Regions from separate parts of the Lactuca sativa genome. Here regions 1 and 2 are each linked to region 3. Evidence: chromatin contacts called from public Hi-C data. All regions are on one chromosome and are shown on one strand. Each heading gives the region's core, a stretch centred on a gene start, on an enhancer-like site or on the middle of the called end of the contact. The rest is flanking DNA. Distances are from core to core; before and after follow the strand shown. Region 1 holds the start of LOC111880692. Region 2 holds the start of LOC111880813 (transcription factor TCP2). Region 3 holds the start of LOC111880631 (F-box protein At5g46170).

Region 1 (3,649 bases), core at 1,091-3,590, 210 kb after region 3:
TGTGGTACATTTGTTGTTGTAGTGATACGTGGTATGATAGTTAGTTATGCTAAGTGGTATGCTAGTTATATGTGTGATTCTTGCAGGGAAGACCATGTGGGAGCCCATGACACGTGGATGTAAGACCATGTGGGGGAGCCCATGGCTTTTCAAGTAAAGACCATGGGGGAGCCTATAACACTTGGATGTAAGACCATGTGGGGGAGCCCATGGCTTTCCGGCTAAAGATCATGGGCGTAGCCCATGGCACTTAGGTGTAAGACCATGTGGGAGAGCCCGTGACATCCTGGAGTAAGACCTTGGGAGGAGCCCACGACATCCTTATATGTTTGTATGCATGGCTTATATGGTTTATGTAGCTTTTATAGCTAATATGGATTATGTGATTATGTAGATTGTGTGGGGTATGCTTTGGGGAACTCACTAAACATTAGCTTACAATTTGTTGATTTGTTTCAGGTACTTCTGAGCCTAAGGGCAAGGGCAAGGCTTGATGGCGCGGCATGCACTCTCTCTCAGGCGTTTTTGTGGGACACTCTGATGTTTGGAATAATATTGTTGATGTTATGAATTTGAAAAAAAAAAATGTACTAAAAATGAAAATTTTCTTTTGAAAATAGGGTCGTTACAACTTCATCGTTATGGAGCTTTTTATATGCGGGGTTGTTGAAACCACAAGAAATCGGGTTATTGGATCTAGACAATCGAAGCAAAAGATTTAAAAGCCATAACAACAATAGTAACAATACTAGTAGTAGTATGAACATCACCATTGACCAAAATCAGAGTCAAACTCAAAACCAGATACACCAGAAGAACACGAAGAAGAAACAAAGATCGTTTTTTAGTGGGTGTAAACGCTCTGCAGATTCAATCTAAAGTACAGTACTGAAGAAGATTATGAAAAAAATAAGAAAAGATTATCCAGTTACAAAATTTGAAAGTGTCAGAAGTGTTGGAAGAAAGAAAGATCATCGTAGAATGAAAACGAGTGGCGTCATGTCATCGGACATTTGAATGGTTAAAGCAACTTTCGTTTGTAATAATTGAGATGATTATGGTTAAGCATACTTGTAAGTTGTAATGATTCTTTAATCGACAACTTTTTGGATAGATTACTTTAACTTTTTATTCGGGGGATACTTTTTTGAGTTGTTTTTATTTTGATTCGGGGGTATTGAGGTTTATGTAATCTAGAAATATGACTCACTATGTTCTAGAAATGAGAAATCATTGTAACTTGGATTGAAAGAGGATAAAAAGATAAATTTGAAGAAATAGATATATACGGTTGGGTATTTTTTTGCATTTTAATGGTGAATTATACTTTTTACATTTCAATACGAGGAAGAAGATAATAAACATTTGGGGGATGGCGTCGTTACGAGAGAGAGAGAGAGAGAGAGAGAGAGAGAGAGAGAGAGAGAGAGAGAGAGAGAGAGAGAGAGAGAGATGTCCTCTTTTTTATTTATTTTACAATTAATATTTAAATAAGAGATTTTTTTAAGAAAATAGAAAAAAAAAATTAAAATGACATATTAGTCTTTTTAAGTTTAACAGAGACCAATTCCATATAAAAACATAGTCAAAAAGGACCACCAATAAAAAAAAATGAAGGTTTTGGCCAAAACTCAAAAAACCATTTTCATAGTTTTGTCTTAGGTACTATTTGTTTTTTGAAAAAAAAAACCTCTTCTGACATCTTATTGTTGCATGACGCAGCACACGCGCATCACTTTTCATCTAGCAGCTGTTTGTTTTTCAGAAGTTTTTGGAGTAAAAAACATTTGTGCGTGTTCTTCTTGGCGCAACACTTGTTTTGCCTCTTCCTACCCTTTTCAACCTCTTCTTCTTCTTTTTTTCTTGCTAAAATATTGATTATATATTGCTGAAATCTTATTTCATATATTTTTTTTTGTTTATTTTTGTTGAATATTTTTTTTATATTGAATAATAATAATTTGTTGATGAAATATCATTATTTTATGTAAAAATATCTTTATTTTTTGTTAAAATATTATTATTTTTTGCTGAAATATCATAAATTCTTGCCGAAATGTCATACATTATTAAATTTTCGATATTATAAAACTATTTTCGGATTATAAAATCAATTTATTTTAATTTTTTAATATCTGCAGCATGTAGATGTTAAAAAAAAAACAAATACACTTCTTATTACAGTCTGCAACCGTTTTGTCAACCTATTCTACTGCAGAAGATTGCAAAGGTGCCTCAGATTTTATAGATTTTTGCTTAAAAAAACAAACAATATCTTAGTTGTAATGTTGTTAGGGGAGCTGAAATGAAGTTTGACGAATAGGAAGGATCATTTTTGTAAGTTTGAAACCTAGAAGACGATCCTGATCGACTTCCCCAAATTGCCTATTGGCTGCTTACATAAGCAATTTCAGTGTTTCGATTAAGCGAATTAAATGTGAAATCGGCAAAGTTCGTCAGAGTATCGGTGGAATTGAAGAAAAGCATTTTCGTTCTTCTACCCTGATTCAATTAATTTGGCTTAAGGTGATACGCTCTTCTCTATTCACATCCTCATGTCTTCGTAATCTATTTCTTCGTGCTATTACTAGTTTTCCGAAAGAATACTTCCTTTCGATTTGCATACGAATCTCTAATAGAATAATTATTTTCACTTCCCGAAAGTGATGCCATAATCTATCGCATCCTCTTACATGGAATTTGCAGAAGCACGATAGGTGTTCGACGATATGCCTTAGTGAATAAAAATGGATTTTTGTTGTATGGTTTCTTTTCTTGTTCATTGCTTGATTGAATTCATTCAGTGAGAGGTTTCAGTCACTTTTCAGAATGGAGAATACAAATGAATCAGTAGAAGGAGAACGAGAAGGAGAAGCATGTTTTGAGGGCAAATCGGACATTTCACAAGTGAAGAAACTGTTGTTTAGGCGAATGTTGGTAGGGGTAAGCGATGGGAGATTCTTCATGGGAGCATTTTACTGTATGGATAAACAAGGAAACATAATTCTTCAAGATGCTGTGGAATATCGAAGCACCAGAAGATCATCTCCTTCCCCCATGGAACAGAGAGGCCTAGGGTTGATATTAATCCCTTCATCTTGCAGAATCTCATGTCATGTTGATTGCTCCATTGATGAACACCTCTCACTCCTCTCCCTTCAAGCTCAAAAGTAAATTCTTCATTCATACTTTGTAGAATGCTATTTTCAATGAATCAATTCAAATCTCTCACATGTTTGGTTCATGGTATTAAATGAATTGTAATTCAGTTTCTGTAGTTGATTTTAATATATGATGACGTATTTCAATATTTTTGGTGTTATAACAATCGAATTATAAATTTAAAGAAATAGAATGGAATCAAAATACATTGCTATTATAAATACAATTTATCAAAATCTGTCTCTATAGGCAGTTCCATAAACAATCAAGTAAGGTACAATCTTGACCACAGTATCGATTGGTATTGCAAAGTTGACACCAGATGACATTCCTGACCCTACAACAATTTATAAAAATAATAATAAAAACAATTATTTAAAATGAAATAAATAAAATTACAAACTTTTTTTAACTTGTATGATATAACTTTATACCTTTTCTAGTAAAAGTTGAAGTATTGACACCGATAACATGGCCATGAGAATCA
Region 2 (4,017 bases), core at 1,477-3,976, 140 kb before region 3:
CCTAGGAGGTGATTAGGTACTGAGAGCCTGGTCATGTTTAGAATTGTTGGGTAGATAAGCAAGTGACCTGGAGGACTCGGGGTGATCCTTGAGGAAAGTATGGATATATGTGGGAGGTAGTATGGGCCTGTACTACTGGAAGCATAAGATCCGTACTTGAGTCAAGGAAAGTCACGATGATACCAGAAAGCTTGTAGAGTATATGATTCCTCGATCCATAAAAGTTGCCAACTTTATGGGATCCATCTATCCAAACTTATCCAAACTTGGAAAAAATACACAAGAAATACGATGGGAGTCCAAGATATTGACTAAATCCAAGATTTTAGGCTTGTCCGGGATGTTAGTATAAGTTCAAGATATAAGAATTAATAAGGTGAAAAATTCTAGGGCTGTCAAAACTGCACCACAAAAAACAATCAACATGTTACTAATCAAACAAAAAAAGTTGGTAAACAATATATTTGGTAGCCAACATGTTTGTTTGGTAGTACGATACCAATTGATCAATCTGTATATGGTAATGGTACAAAAATTTAAATACCATGGTAATTCTATACCAACCAATTCATTATATATATATATATATATATATATATATATATATATATATATATATATATATATATATATATATATAAACAAAATCGTATATTTCAATTGTTAATTGTGTTTAGTGTTTACAGTTTTAAAAACATTATATAAATTATTTGGTTGCAATAGCCAATAGTTATTACTACGTTAAAGCACAAACTAAAAACGTTACTTCAATCGATTTTTTTGTATATTAAAAAAACTGTGTAGCTAATTTCTTTACTAAATGTCAAAATTACTCGATATATTTGCTTCTTTTAAAATCTTCCAGTAGAAAACTAAAAGACGTCGGTATATACCATTACCAACTTATACCAACCACACTTGTTAGTAGTCAAATATATCGGTATCAAATATATACTCGGTACGGTACCAGTATCAAATTTTTTATACAAATTATAACTGAAATGGTACACGGTTTAAAGAAAAATAAATTAGTACCGTATCAATTCTACCCCTAAAAAACTCTACTCATAATAGTTATCTTCAAAAAAATGTTTATTAGTTCGAAATTCCCCGTACCCGTCAATGGTTTTACTTCCTATTACTTATTTGAAATCTTGTTGCTAAATATTCTTATCAATTTTTAAACAAAATCTATTCATTTTCAATACAGAATTTGAAGTTTTTCTTTGAAATTTTTTAAGAAATTATTTTCAAGGATTGGTAACATTCAATATAAAACCGTCATGCTTCCATGAACATACAAAACCTAGTTCAAACTATTATCAAGGGCGGACCTAGGGGTGGTCCACGATGGCACCGACAACCCCTAACTTTTTCGGCCGTAGTGATAAATTTTTCTAAAATTTTTGAAAATTTTATTTTTTCTACTACCGTGCAACCCCTAACTCTTCCGTGCAACCCCTACTATAAAATCCTAAGTCCGCCCCTGACTATTAGATAGCAATAGATGTTTTAAAACACAAAACAAAATATTGTACAAACAACCCAACAACAACAAATCCAAAAAAATTCAAGGAGGACTGTCCTCACCTCTTTTTAGACCTTTAGCATCTTGACTCTTCACATTTTTTCCTTCCATATCCTCATCATCCTTCTCTTTTTGGACCTTCAACATTTTGACCCTTCACGTTTTTCCTCCCATATTCTTGTTATCCTTCTCGTCAACCTCTCTTTCATCTCTCAAGTTCTCTAATGTCTGCTCTCATTTGATCTTGTCCAAGAATCAACCTTGTTCTCATGAACATCATCCACCATCTTCAGCATGGCCTCCAAAATAAAAATCGCAATAAACTTCATTGATTTATTCTCATGTGTTGTTGTACGAAAATACAATCGAATAAAGGTTATAATGAATGAACAACTTCTTGAAAGAAGTCATAAACCATATTGTAAATACTATTCAAGTATCTAAATATATAATCTTCAAACATTTATTTGGATAGAAATACATTTTTGGGTATTGTTGAATAAAACAAAACTACTGGCAACATACAAGGTTGCTTGGGCATCCTTAGAAATCTTCATTTGGTAGACACGATTGAATGTGTCATATATAAATATACCTTATGAAAAGGGGGTGTTTGGCTAAGGTTTTTAAAACAACTTAGGGTTCCACACTACTATAAGTTAAAAAAGTGTTTGGATGAAAGTAATTTATCCGATGAGGAACCTCTAATAAATTATTTTTTCATAAGTTACCCTACACTTATTTATTAACTTATAAGTTAGTAAGTTATAAGTTATAAGCTAATAAGCAATGTCAAACACCCCTAAATTATCCATAAAAGTTTATTAGTGATATTTTATGTCTAAAAAAACGTTTTAGCGGGTCATTAGGCTCATATTCATATTTATGGTCATTTTTTCAATTTCGAAAAAATGTTTTTGTGTTAACATTCTATGTCTAAATATGGTGCTTTTAATAAATAAATCAAAATTAAAAAGATTGAAAGGTATGTTTAAACAAGCATACCCAAAATGATTTGGATTATACATGTTTAACCCTTTCCTTAAAGTACTTCATCAAGGTTTTCCTGTACGAAGATATATATAAAAAACAAGAACTTTTAATTAAGTATTTCAACAATAAAAAAAGATTAAAACCCACAAGTGCTTACAATTATTGCTTTAAAAATCTTTAATTTTTTTGGTTTTAACTGTTTCAATGCGTATGTTCTCTCTCTCTTTCTTTCTCTGATGAAATTTACAGGCTTTGCTTTTCTGAATGACACTGCAAAAAGATAAGTTTCAAACGGAGCTTCCCTTCTGACATTTCCATCCTGCAAGACCTTATGAACATGATACATCAAACCCACAAAATATATACATACACACATTTGTATCTATATGTTTTACACACACTAGTGTGTGTATTGTTTCTGTAATGTTATCAGTCATCAATGCAAAGGACACCAACTAATACAGTAGCCCTTTCAAACGCACCTGCTCACTCACATGTACTCTAAAATTACTTTTCTCTCTTTCTCTCTCTAGATTTAGGCCGTAACTTTCTCTCTCTAAAAGGGATAAGACAGAAAGAGAGAGAGAAAAAGAGACGGCGGATCTGGTGGTGGTGTTGGTGGAAACAAGGGATGATTGAAGAAGGGTATGGAGGTGGATGAAATTGAACGACAGGTGAGTAAGTTTCAAAGGATTGGTTCTAATGGTGATAATTCTTCAAATCCTCATAAAATAGCAACTCTGAGAGGGAATTTGGATTTACGAAACCATGAGCATCGGTTTCCCGATGAGAATGGTGGCGTTGGCGGGAGGCTTTGTGGGTGGCCGGCGTCTCGAATCGTTAGGGTTTCTAGGGCTTCGGGTGGGAAGGATAGACATAGTAAGGTTTTGACATCGAAAGGGTTGAGAGACCGCCGTGTACGGCTGTCGGTAACGACAGCCATCCAGTTTTACGATCTACAGGACCGATTAGGTTATGATCAGCCGAGTAAAGCGGTGGAGTGGTTGATTAAGGCGGCGTCGGGTTCTATCGCTGAGCTTCCATCTCTTGATCCGTCGTTTACCGGTGCCGACGGCCATAACCAGCACCACCACAACGACCATAACAACCAGCATCAGAAGCAGCTGAGCGACGAGAAGAAATCCACGGGACACGACGCCGAATTTGAAGATCCGAACTACCAGAACCACCACGAGCAGAATAACAATAATAATAATAATAACAATGTTTCGTTATCGAAATCGTCGGCTTGTAGTAGCACATCGGAGACCAGTAAAGGTTCTGGACTTTCGTTATCTCGATCTGAAAATCGGGTCAGAGCTCGAGAACGAGCTCGAGAAATGGCGGCGAAGAAGGAAAAGGAAAAGGACACTGATCCCGTTAGGGCTTCTGTTGTGACTCAAGTTAACGGTATTGCTCATAACTCATCGTTTACGGATCTCCTCACCGGCGGGATTAACAGCAACACCGTTAGTCCGAACCCAGCGGCGACTCCC
Region 3 (3,552 bases), core at 200-2,699:
TTGTTCACTTGGCCTAGTCGCAACTAATGTAGCCCCTTTGAGCACAGTTCCATCTGGTAACTCCAAAAATGGCGCATACCAGAGCCGCATATTCAAAGCTGGAACAAGGGTTCTCTTTGAAGCTGAAGAAGCTGACAATGGCTTCACTCTTAATTCTTCCAATTGTTCCCTGTTCATACATAACACCCCTTGTCCATCAGCATCGGTTAAAACCAGTGAATCTAATGTCTTATGCTCGGAAATGATCGGTTGAAGCAAATAATGTCTTGCAGATGCTGCAATCAACGAGCTTATGGTCCATACGACGCGTAATTTCAGACCACCGTTGGTGTAGAAGGATTCCGGTATACTGCCATTATCTTCGTGGAGGTTGTTGTTTCCATTAACGCACATTGTGTCGTAATTGGATTGATTGGGGGAAGAATTTGCAGGGCGAATCACAGAGGATGCGCCAAGCATCACGCAATTATCTAACGTTGATCCAAAATCTGCTCTCCATCTCAACAGAACATCATCTTCGATACCCAATTCACCGCTGGGGAGTTCAATTTTGAGATATCGAATCTCGTTGAAGTTTTTGAGGACTTGAGTTGGAGAATGATGAGTAACTCCACCGCCTTGTTCGATATCGTCGTCACCGTCGACATTCCCGACGGACAAAGAAGACGATGAGGAAGAAGAAGGGGAGGATAACGACGAGTACGAAGATCGTTTTGGACCGAAGAACTGGCCAAGCGCTTGGATTGGCTTCACGATGCCGCCGAAGACGATGCGGAAAAGACTAGAAATTGGTCCACGAGATTTGTCGGAGGAGCCGGAGGCGGAAGAAGAATCATCGTCGGAGATAACGCAATCGACTCGAACAACGACGTTTTCGACCTGAGGAACAAGGGAATGGAATCTTTTCGAAACGGCGCAACAACGGCCCAACGCCTTGACATCGCCGATCCTATTGAAGATCAAGAGAAGAAGAGAGTCCGGCAGCTGATCAAACCGGTCGACGCCTTCATCCTCCGCGGCCACCGACAAGAAACTGCATGGTGGTTCTGGGTAGATTCTTGTGGTCAGATCTGGGAGGAGAGAAGACATCATACCTGATTACAACAACAAGAAGCAGGAGAATCAAACAAAGGATCTTGATTTGAAGAACCCAATTACAATTATTAACAGATCGAGCAATAGAAACGTGAAACCGAACCAATTGGATTGAAAGACGAAACAGAAAGGAATCAAATATTGGGATCTAAAGGGGGTTATGGCGATTTGAGAAAACAAAGGCGAAGAATGGTGGATTTGGTGGAGAGAAGGAAGGGAAATGGGGGAGGATATGGTGGCGTTGAGGGATAGAGAAGTGTGTGTTGGAAAATGGGTCAAAGACACACATAGAGTGCTTTGAGTTCACTATTTTCAACAAATTTATTTTCGTGTTTTCTTTCTGTTCGTTATACTTAATACATATTCATGGTTTTGATGATATATCCATTCTACCATATTAATTTTAGAGGGACAAATTACATAAATAGTCTATCGAGTTGGTAAAACAAATATCACTCATAATTGTTATCGATATGGAGAGTAAATGCATCATTTTCAACCCACCCAATACTCAACCTATTGTTTAATTGTTATACCATTTTTACTTTTATTTATCTATTTTATTTTTTACCATTCAAACACAAGAAAATAATCTTTTTTTCCGAACCATTCTAACACATTTGTTATAGCATTATTTTTAATTTAACTAAAATAAAATAAAACATAACATTTTTAAAAATTTTGTATTCTTGAAAAATAAATTTTAATTAAAAAACTACATTACAATAACATTAAACAAATCCTAAAACAAAAACCGAAATACCTAAAAAACAATACAAACTAAAAAAATACTTAGAATCTAAAAAATGAAAAGTTATTTTTTTAAAATATTTACGCCTTCTTGTAACGAAAATCATTTATGTTATGGTGTTCGTGATATATATATATATATATATATATATATATATATATATATATATATATATATATATATATATATATATACATTTAAAACTTCTTCGATAGAAACTCCGGACTCCCTGACATTCATCTGATGGGTGAAAAACAATATTAAACTCTTTCGTTTTCTTGCTATATATTTTTTATTTGTAAGCAATTTGATGTGTTGAACGATCTTAACCTAATACTACTTAAAATGATATGTAACTACTCATAAAAAATATGAAGATTTATATTGAGTAACCTGTTTTTTTTTTTTCAAAAATATTAGTGTATGATCTGACCAACATCATTTCTTCAATGTCATACCATTTTCTGAATACAACTAAAAAATGAATGACAACTATTTTCAAATTTTGAATTGAAATGTATAGAAAGTAAAGTAAAATGGAATGAAATTGAAAGAAGGGAAAATGTGGTTTTAAAATGGTAGAAGAAAGTTTTTATAATAGGAAATTTTATTAATTAAAAATAATAGAACAAACAAAATCGTTTAAAATTTTGGTCGTTGGGAAGCATCACGGGTTCATTATGCAACCCTTCGTCTAGTCCTATATGCGCCAAGGATTCGTCTTACCAGCAGTACCGCCAGTACCACCAACTCATAATCATCAACCCGCCACTACTTCATGCACCCTTACATGGATGAAAAAAATAAATTAAATACTTATAGGACAAATAGTTTGCCCTCTTCTATTTATTTATTTATTATTTTTCATTTTCTTAAAGGTTCTTTATCATGACATTATAAAAGGAAGATCATCATCATCATCTCTCTCTCTCCTAAAAACACCATCAGAGCTCCACATCCATCTATTTCCACTCCAGAAACGCCTTCTTCACCTCCTCATGCCACTCTGACGCATTCAACTGCTTTTTCTTCTTTTTCCTCTTCCCCAATCACCACACTTTCCTTTATACACTCTCTATCACATCGTAAAACACATCAACCGTCATCCAACATCCTTACCCTTTCTTTTCATCCATGTTTTCTATATCTCTCGTAACTCTGATAGCAACTCCATCTCACTTATTTTCAGTACCCCTAACCCTGCCGAAGTAAATTGAAAAACTCCAATCGAAAATTAGGTTTAGGTTTGTAACATGAGAATGACTTTATCAGTATACAATTCTGATTTTTGCATCGATAAGGTTGTCGTGTATGTTTGTAAGAGAGGGATCCTAGTAATGTGGTTGTGTTAGGTCGATGAAGATGAAGACAATTGATGAATCCATATCTCGGTGTTGTGTTCATGTTGTTCTCCTTATATATATATATATATATATATATATATATATATATATATATATATATATATATATATATATATATATATATATATATATATATATATTATTTGTATTTAGGGTTAATTACATAAGAGTTCCTATATGTTGAGTTATTTTCAGATTAAACTTTAGCTTTTTTATTCTAAAAAATTATTATATTTTTCGATATTTTCAATTTGGCTATTTTTAGAATGTTTTGCGGTAATCTTCCGATTTTACACAATTTTTTCTGGGAAAAACCTCAAAATTTTCTCAAAAAAACTCTCC

The links. A called contact is a pair of places that touch in the nucleus more often than the background predicts.
Region 1: a Hi-C map of leaf shows a contact between it and region 3, with 7 times the contacts expected there. The contact joins the promoter of LOC111880692 here to the promoter of LOC111880631 in region 3. A contact is called at or near these places in 3 of 4 Hi-C or Micro-C datasets (leaf and seed).
Region 2: a Hi-C map of leaf shows a contact between it and region 3, with 5 times the contacts expected there. The contact joins the promoter of LOC111880813 here to the promoter of LOC111880631 in region 3. A contact is called at or near these places in 2 of 4 Hi-C or Micro-C datasets (both in leaf).

What each region holds. Positions count from the first base shown.
Region 1 is chr7:38,550,034-38,553,682 of Lsat_Salinas_v11, reverse strand. LOC111880692 reads left to right here and starts at 2,340. Exons shown (of 2, transcript XM_023877112.3): 1 at 2,340-2,526; 2 at 2,805-3,310. The coding sequence starts at 2,830. The coding sequence ends at 3,174. LOC111880691 (protease Do-like 5, chloroplastic) reads right to left here. Exons shown (of 8, transcript XM_023877109.2): 7 at 3,597-3,649; 8 at 3,356-3,499. The coding sequence ends at 3,393.
Region 2 is chr7:38,897,914-38,901,930 of Lsat_Salinas_v11, reverse strand. It overlaps LOC111880813 (transcription factor TCP2), which reads left to right and starts at 2,726. Exons shown (of 2, transcript XM_023877230.3): 1 at 2,726-4,017. The coding sequence starts at 3,169.
Region 3 is chr7:38,755,311-38,758,862 of Lsat_Salinas_v11, reverse strand. LOC111880631 (F-box protein At5g46170) reads right to left here and starts at 1,449. Exons shown (of 3, transcript XM_042896236.2): 1 at 1,199-1,449; 2 at 1-1,094. The coding sequence starts at 1,092.